Regions from separate parts of the Sus scrofa genome. Here region 2 is linked to region 1. The links are chromatin contacts, called in public HiChIP or PLAC-seq maps. All regions are on one chromosome and are shown on one strand. Each heading gives the region's core, a stretch centred on a gene start, on an enhancer-like site or on the middle of the called end of the contact. The rest is flanking DNA. Distances are from core to core; before and after follow the strand shown.

What was found. HiChIP or PLAC-seq counts read pairs in DNA pulled down with a chosen protein or histone mark.
Region 2: an H3K27ac HiChIP or PLAC-seq map of skeletal muscle shows a contact between it and region 1, with 14 times the contacts expected there. The contact joins the promoter of ENOSF1 here to the promoter of NDC80 in region 1. A contact is called at or near these places in 1 of 5 promoter capture datasets (liver) and 1 of 2 datasets of contacts at active chromatin or transcription factors (skeletal muscle).

The regions. Positions count from the first base shown.
Region 1 is chr6:104,054,261-104,058,381 of Sscrofa11.1, reverse strand. It overlaps NDC80 (kinetochore protein NDC80 homolog), which reads left to right and starts at 2,597. Exons shown (of 17, transcript XM_013999249.2): 1 at 2,597-2,756; 2 at 4,058-4,121. The coding sequence starts at 4,067. METTL4 (methyltransferase-like protein 4) reads right to left here and starts at 2,551. Exons shown (of 11, transcript XR_002345043.1): 1 at 2,211-2,551; 2 at 1-251.
Region 2 is chr6:105,611,792-105,615,949 of Sscrofa11.1, reverse strand. It overlaps ENOSF1 (enolase superfamily member 1), which reads right to left and starts at 2,692. Exons shown (of 16, transcript NM_001243617.1): 1 at 2,564-2,692. The coding sequence starts at 2,647.

The DNA of each region.
Region 1 (4,121 bases), core at 1,348-3,847:
TCTGCATGGACATTTCACGATTTCCTCCATCATCATTCTCTGGCTTACTGGAAGAAGCAATAAATGCAGGAGAGGCTCCAAAAGAGAATACAGAATCCTTGTGAAGAGAGTCAAGGTGAACAGAAGTAGGCTCATTTTTACTGCAACAAGGCTCATGATGCTGGTGAAGTTCATAGCTTATCTTGTTAATGAAAGAAAGATGATCCAGTAACCATCCTGATGACAGCTGGTGCACCACAGACATTCTCTTTCTTCAAAAACAAAAACAAAAACACTGGGAATTAGAGACTAGAAGTAAAACCCAACTTTCCTGATTAAGTTCTTAAATATCCTGTTTTTCAATAAAAATATACTTCATATACATGTAGATTTGATGTGCAAGTATATAAACTTGACATGTACGCAAAAGAGAATTTAAATTGTATACGTTAATGTTACTTAGCAAGACTAAGGAAAATCACATTTTAATATAAACTTTTAATTTCAGGGATAAAAATTCAAAATGTTCAGCCAATTGACCAAAGAGAGTTAAAACCTGATCTTACTTCTGAAATCCGAGTTAGATCCTCCTATCTCCCCAGGCCCTCTATACAACCTCCTGCTTAGTACTTAGATCTAGCTACTAGGTCTACACCCTCCAAGTCAGGAAGACACTTAATCCTTAAAAGATGACTGTCTTGCAAAGCAAAGAATAAACACTACACTACCTATGAGAATTCAGCCTTTTTAATGAGCTAAACCTAGAGAAGGTCACAGAATTTCCAGAGGAGTTGTTAGCACATCAGCCTTTGTTTTTTCAAACTACATTTGCCATAGTAAGTGGGCCCATTCTGCAGTCTCACTACTCTACTACTCACTGCTAACAATGTGGTGCAGAAAGGGCAAAAAGCAGAGTAAAATGCAATATTTTTTTTTTCTGTCTTTTGAGGGCCGCACCCGCAGCATATGGAGGTTCCCAGGCTAGGGGTCATATCGGAGCTGTAGCTGCTGCCCTACGCCACAGCAAAGCCAGATCCGAGTTTTGTCTGCAACCTACACCACAGCTTCCAGCAACACCAGATCCTTAACCCACTGAGCAAGTCCAGGGATCAAATCCGCAACCTCATGGCACCTAGTCGGATTCATTTCCACTGAGCCACGACGGAAACTCCAAAAATGCAATTTTTAATAGCACATCAGAAGCACTAACCCCTAGCAAAATGGCAAGGTTAAGAGTCCAGATCTGTAACTGGTTCTGAGCAGTTCTCTTCCGGCAATAAGGCTTTTCAAAACTTCCTTATCTTTTTTTTTTAACAGTTTTTAAAGTTGAAGTATAGTTAATTTACAATGCTGTGTTAGCTTCAGGTGTACTGCAAAGTGACTCTTTTTCAGGTTCCTTTCCATTATAGGTTATTACAAGACATGTACTATAGTTCCCTGTGCAATACAGTAGGTCCTTGTTAAGTCTACTTAATACATACTACTGTGTATTTGTTAATCCCAAACTACTAGTTTGTCTCCTTCCCCCATCCCCCTCTGATAACCATAAAATTGTTTTCTAAGTCTGTGAGTCTGTTTTTTAAATAAAGAACTACCTTATCTTTTCTCTAAAAGAAGGCTTTTAGTTCTGGATTGCTTATTAAATCTGGTGTAGTGGAAAACTTAAGAGGAGAAGAGAATAAGAAATACATCAAGTGATTAACAGTAGTTAATAACAGTAGCATTTAGATTTAAAATCTAACTCCGTATATTAGCAGTACGACCACGGACAAGTTACTTGATCTCAGTGAGCCTTAATTTCATCATTTTTAGGACATCTCAGAGGGCAGTTCAGAGAATTAAATGAGATAATCGACAAGAAGTGTTTGTTGTGCAAGGTGTCTGACACAAAGCAAGTGCTCAAATAAATGCTACGGATGATGGTAATTCTGTTCTCAATCCTCCCTTCCGAGTCATTACTTGGGGTGAAGAGGTCCTGAAATTGTAGTGATAGCTAGAACGTCGACAGAAGACTGAAACTCGGCCAGGAAAGGTGACGTGCCCCAAATTAAGTGCACTTCTCCCTCCTATTTGGCCTCACACCGGGTCCCTCCACCTCCTCGCAGGCCGCCACTAGAGGGCCGTAGAGCCCCAGACAGCAGTGCAGCTCTGAGCGTGAACCCTGGTGGCCGCCTCCATAGCGCGACCCTCGGAGCCGACTGCTCCCACAGCAGGCCGTCACTGTCTCCTACCTCACCGCCTCCCTCGTCAGAACAGTGCACGCCGCCTTCCCAGACTTCCTTCCTGAAACAGCACCCAGCTAAACAGTGGTCTTGAAAGACACTCCTTTCAGAGCATAAGCAAAAAAAAAAAAAAAAAAAAAAATCTCCTTTTCTAAGAGTCAGCAGGAGCGGCCCTGCTGCTGTACGGAAAAAGCGTTCCAGGGCTGCTTGGAGCGCTAAGCTCGCTACCCAAGGGCTTAGAGCGCCTGGGTCCTTGGAGCTAAATACAGGAATCGGGCCAAACTCCATAGAAGACACTTCAGAGACATTAGACGCCAGTGCGCCCCGTGAGGCGGCAGGGCGCCACCGTCACGCAAAGTTCCGGCGCGCGGGATTTGCGCACGCGCGCGCACGTCAGCGCGATGACGTCAGCGCCGGCGGAGATTTTAAAATTCGAACGGCACGGGCGGGAGCAGAAAGGAGTTAGTGTTTTGGCTGCCACTGTCCGTTTTAGCTGGCAATTGCACGGTTTACAGAGATTCGGCTGCCGGGTCGTGTCAGGAAGCTGGAAGAAAGGTGACTAATGACTTCAGGTTAATTTCGTTCCGGCAGTTCTGGTCTGGAGGGGGAACGCTAGGGCAACAACCCGTTAAATTCGGAGGCCTGGAGGACGGCGTTCTGGTGTTTGCTCTCCTAACTCGCCTCCGGCCGAATCTATGCCAGGCGCTAGTTTCCCGGAGTCCAGTAAATTTCTAATGGCGGTGATTTCCTAAAGGAGAAAGGAAGGGTCAAGGGGACACTAGTGGTAAGAAGAGGGAATGGAGAAAGGAAAAGGGGATTAACTGATGGAAGCAGAGAGAGGAAGAACAAGATGAGGGACTGTTTGGTGTGTTGCGTTTGAGATACTAGTGTAACATCCTGGTGGCCATGTAAGGAATACATCTGGAAGTCTCAGTCTCAGATTTTAAGAGTACATTTTAACTGGAGATTGGTAGTGGACCTAAAGATATAGATGAGAGTGGAAAAGTTTAATAGATGCAGAAGCGTATACTGGAGACGAAATAGTTGGCCAAAGAGGAAAAGAGTGCAGTCAGTTGAAAAGACAAAGGTGAGCCCAGAGATGTAGAAGGATTACCACAAATGTCCACTTTCCTGGAAACCAGGGAAGGATCTGGAAGAACTCGGTGTATAGTGTCTAATGCCTCAGAGCTAAGTTAGGATCAAAAGATTTGTTAATCAAGAGTATCCCAGGCAGGAGGCAACCGTTTCAGTAACTGGGAAGGGGGTGAGGTACGACTGTGGTCTCAGAAAATGGAAGCAGTCTGTAGACCAGATAATTTATCCTTGATGAAGGGAGATTGAAGCAAGAGAGGCAGAAATTGAAGAATATAAGTGGGAGACAGAGCAAGAGAGATGGATGTTAGGAAAAGCAAACAGAATGGCTCTATTCTGAGACAGAAGAAAAGGAAACAGGTAGTTCTTTTCAGGTAGCCTCTAACTCCCCACTGAGAGGCACAGCCAACAGTAGTGATGTGGTCTGAGTTAGGATGCAGAGTTTTAACTACCATAAATACCCTTGTGAAGGTAGGAGTCATAACTAACCTTTGTATTGTTTGCATTGCTTTGCATGCTTCCTGGTACATGGTAGGCAGTAAGTGTTTATGTGTGTTGAATACTTTTAAATGGAGTTAGATAGATATTCCCTGCAAATGAGGACTTCACCTTACACGAACAAGTAAAGATAGCCCAGGAAAGATTATCTTGAAGAAATGATGACACTTGGCTGCCTTTCTCTTTGAGGATACAAATAATTGTTGGTGCTTAACATACCACCTATGTCTGGAAAGACCTTTTTAATACCAAATTCATGAATGCAGGTTATAAGCATGAAACGAAGTTCAGTTTCCACCGGTGGTGCTGGACGCCTCTCTATGCAGGAAT
Region 2 (4,158 bases), core at 1,443-3,942, 1.6 Mb before region 1:
CTGGCTCTGCTGCCAAGTGCTGCGGGGCTGAACTGCTGAATCCAGCGTGCAGTGAGGGTGCAGGGAGCCTTCTCAGGAGTCTCAGCAGCACCGCTGAAAATGGCCAAGCAGCACTTTCTATTAATAATGCATATGGGGAAGTTCCTGTTGTGGCTCAGTGGTAACAAACCCTTCTAGTATCCATGAGGATTTGGGTTCAATCCCTGGTCTCGCTCAGTGGGTTAAGGATCCAGCATTGCCATGAGCTGTGGTGTAGGTTGCAGACTCGACTGGGATCCCGTGTTGCTGTGGCTGTGGTGTGGGCTGGCAGCTACAGCTCCGATTCAACCCCTAGCCTGGGAACCTCCATATGCCGTGGGTTTGGCCTTAAAAAGACAAAAAAAAAAAAAAAAAAAAAAAAACCATGAGGGAATCAGCGTACAGCACACACATCTCTGGGACACAATATTCAAGTATTCATGAGCTTGCAGTGCAGGTATCAGGTACAATCTCTCCTGACCCCAAGGCCATAAATCACTCAGGCCAGAGACAAATTTCGTTTCTTATTCCATAGTAAGCCAGCAGCCTTAATACTTCACAAATTCAAAGAGGAAGGTGGAGGTCAGGGACTCTTCTGCTTCAGTTTCTTCATATGCAAATAGTAATTACAGCTACATTTATCGATGGCCTTCTCTGTGTCGGGCTCTCTACATGCATCGCATCTACATGTAGAAGGCTGATATTGTTATACCATTTTACAGATGAGAAAGCCTAGGCCTGGAGAGATTGTGCGGTTTCCTCCTACCTGCCCCCCACTTCAGAAGGGTGGAAGGGGCTGCACTAGGTCAGGCGTTGTATTTGACAAGCTCATAAAATTTCAAAAGATTTGTTTGGAGATTCACAAAAGATCACCCAATGGGTGTTTTTTTGTCATTTACCATAATATCAAATGAGAAAGGACACATAAGGGTTTTTAAAGCAGGAAGAATTTATTCTCAGAATAAAAGACATTCTTTAAAGTAACTTCAGGACTTCCCTTGTTGCTCACAGCATAACTACTCAGCACTGCTTCTGCAGTGGCTGTGGTTGGATCCCTGGCTGGGGAACTTCCAGGTGCCGTCAAGTGTTTAAAAAAAAAAAAAAAAGGAGTTCCCATCATGGGTCAGTGGTTAAGGAATCTGACTAGGAACCATGAGGTTGCGGGTTCAATCCCTGGCCTTGCTCAGTGGGTTGAGGATCTGGCATTGCTATGAACTGCGGTGTAGGTCGCAGACGCGGCTTGGATCTGGTGTTGCTGTGGCTGTGGTGTAGGCCAGCAGCTGCAATTCCAATTAGACCTCTAGCCTGGGAACCTCCATGTGCCGTGGGAGCAGCCCTAGAAAAGGCAAAAAGACAAAATAAAAATAAAAATTAAATAAAAAGAACTTCAGCATCTTTTTTTTTTTTTTTTTTTTTTTTTTTTTTTTTTTTTTTTTAGGGCCACACCCGCAGCATGTGGAAGTTCCTAGGCTAGGGGTGGAATTGGAGCTATAGCTGCTGGCCTACACCACAACCACAGCATTAGGGGATCCTTAACTCACTGAGTGGGGCCAGGGATGGAACCTGAGTCCTCACAGATACTAGTGGGGCTCGTTACCACGGAGCCAGGACAGGAACTCCAACTTCAGCACTTTTTAACAAGAAACCACTTCAAGTACACCAAGGACAAGGAATGTGAGGAACATCCACCCAGCTCAAAAGTACAGTTAAAGTCAGTCCTGAGGTATCCATTCCCCACCCCCTACAAGTAATGGGTAATCATTATCCTAAATTGGATGCTTCCCATGTTCATTACATAACCACACTTTTCTAGTGTGGCCATTCATGAGTGGGCCTGGAAGGGCAGTGTCCCAGGGACAGGCTGGAGGAGACCCTGCACAGGGCTCATGTGTTTGGGAAATACTGCACTTGAAGGTGGTGCTGGTGTGGGGTGTCTCAGAGCAAAAATGTCCTTCAGTGTGTACTTTACTGCATTTCCACAGATTGACATCTGCTTAACTGTTCACAGTGACACATCCTCTCTATTCATGTTTTCAGCCTCCTCTCAAACCACCTGTTACTACGAGCTTGTTTGGTCTCCCAGGCAGACTGTGAATTGTTCATTTCACAGATAAGCCCAAGAAGCACAGAGAGGTTAGGATCTTCTGGTCACTGCAAATTGTGGCAGAGGCAGGATCACCACCTAAATCACCCTGCCAGGGGCTTTCTGGTCTCTACCACCGCGAACCATGTCAAGTCTAAGGTTTGATGGGGAGACACCACCACCGTTTTGCTGTTGTTGCATATCATGCACTCCATTTCCAGCAAAATGCAAGTCATAAAAGTAAAAACAGGAAATACTAAACTCCAGCAAAGCAAAAAACAATAAGAAAAAAATAAAACCTAGGAGAGTGTAGAATCTCTAAAAACTTTCATTCCCCTTCCCGGCCTCTCCACTCACAAAAGCAACAGTTCCAAAGTTGGGAACCTTTCCAGGACCACGGGGTGCCCGGCGCCAAGGAGGGCCCTGGCGTCGATGAGACCAGAGGCATTGGGCAGCACCTACCATAGCGTCTGAGCCGTGGCCCTCGAGAGACGTGGGGAAGCGCAAGTCGTGGACCGAGAGTCGGGAGATCCTGCCACGCACCATGTCGCCCTGTGTCGGGGAGACGCCAACCCTGCAGGACACTGTGTGCGCAGCTGAAAGGGTGCACAGCCGGAAGGGTGCACAGCCGGGCTTGGCGGGGGCTGATTGGCCGCGCAGCCCGGGGGCGTGGCCGCGCTCGAGAACTTGGCCCGACCCAAGGGGCCAGCTCAGCTCTAGGTCCTCGATTCGCGATTCTTTGCGCCAAGTTCCCGTCCCGCAGTGGGGGTGCTGCCTACTGCCACCCTGCCCGCCCCCAGGTAGACTCGCTCAGGGTCTCGGCTGACCCCACACCGAGTCAGTGCCCCAGCAGGACCCTGCTCCACCCAGACTAGAAACTAGCAAAGTGACCGTACCCAGAGCAGCACCCTGGAAGAAGCCGAGTCTGGTCAGAGTGCAATCCGCAGATTCGGCCCTGGGCTCAATTCCTGACCTCAGTCTGCAGGTCCATGCGGCTCAGCCAGGACAGCCTTGTGCTGGAAAATCCTGTGTCTTTAAGTGACCTCAGCCTGTTTGATAAATTAAGAGGTGGGTCACCATTTATTACATCCCTGCTGATGCAGTACTTTGAATACTTTACCTCTTATCCCCCAACACTGCAAGGAAGGCAGGTCATGCCCATTTTATTGGTGAATTGGGGATTCAGAGAGATTAAGTGATGTAAATTATTTGCCCAAAGCCACATAGCTAGTTAAGTGTCCTGGCTGCAAACTCAAGGGCTCTTAGAGTTGCAGGGACTCTGAGGCTCAAAGCTGTAGCATCCCTTTGACAACACGGTGGAGGCTATGGACATCTCCCCCCACCAAGTGTGCACACAGTAAGTTTTATATTATTTTTTGGGGGGTGAGGTCACAACCCCTTGCCTTGTACCACCACTGAGGACTGTTTGGAGGGTTAAATGTTTGGGAGGCAATACTATATAGGTAAGAGTCCATTGAAATGTGTTCTTGAGGGTGTGGCAGGGGTGTTCTCAGGGATACCCAGGTTATCTGCTGCTCAAGGATGCATACATATAGCCCTGTTGGATGAATTCCTTGGCTCAGGACTGAGATGGTTAACTTAGATGCCTACCGGGGCTAGGTAGGCACCAGGATGCAAGGGGGTAAGAAACAGGCAATTGCCGCAGCTAAGGGTTAGCCAGTCAGCTCCAGCTGATTATGACCCTGTGAGAATTGGAGGCCAGATGGCTGCATCTTACCATTTTCCAAGTGAAGTCTGAAATGCAAATGTTAATAGGAAATAGCCCTTCTTTTCCCTTGTCCTGCCCTACTCATGTGCCATATGGAGATAACTTTACACATGGATCAACATTAATTCTCGTGTTACCCATTTGTTTACCACTACTATTTCCTGCTTTCTTGATTTTTTGGGGGGAGGCATGTGGCCAGAATATAGGCTCAGTTCATTTTTTTTCAGAATGGGTCTCTGGCCTAGGTGATATATTCTGAGTATTTTGGGTTCTGAAGATGTCTTTTTCTTTCAGATTTGAATGGTTTTATTGTATAGAATTCTTAGTT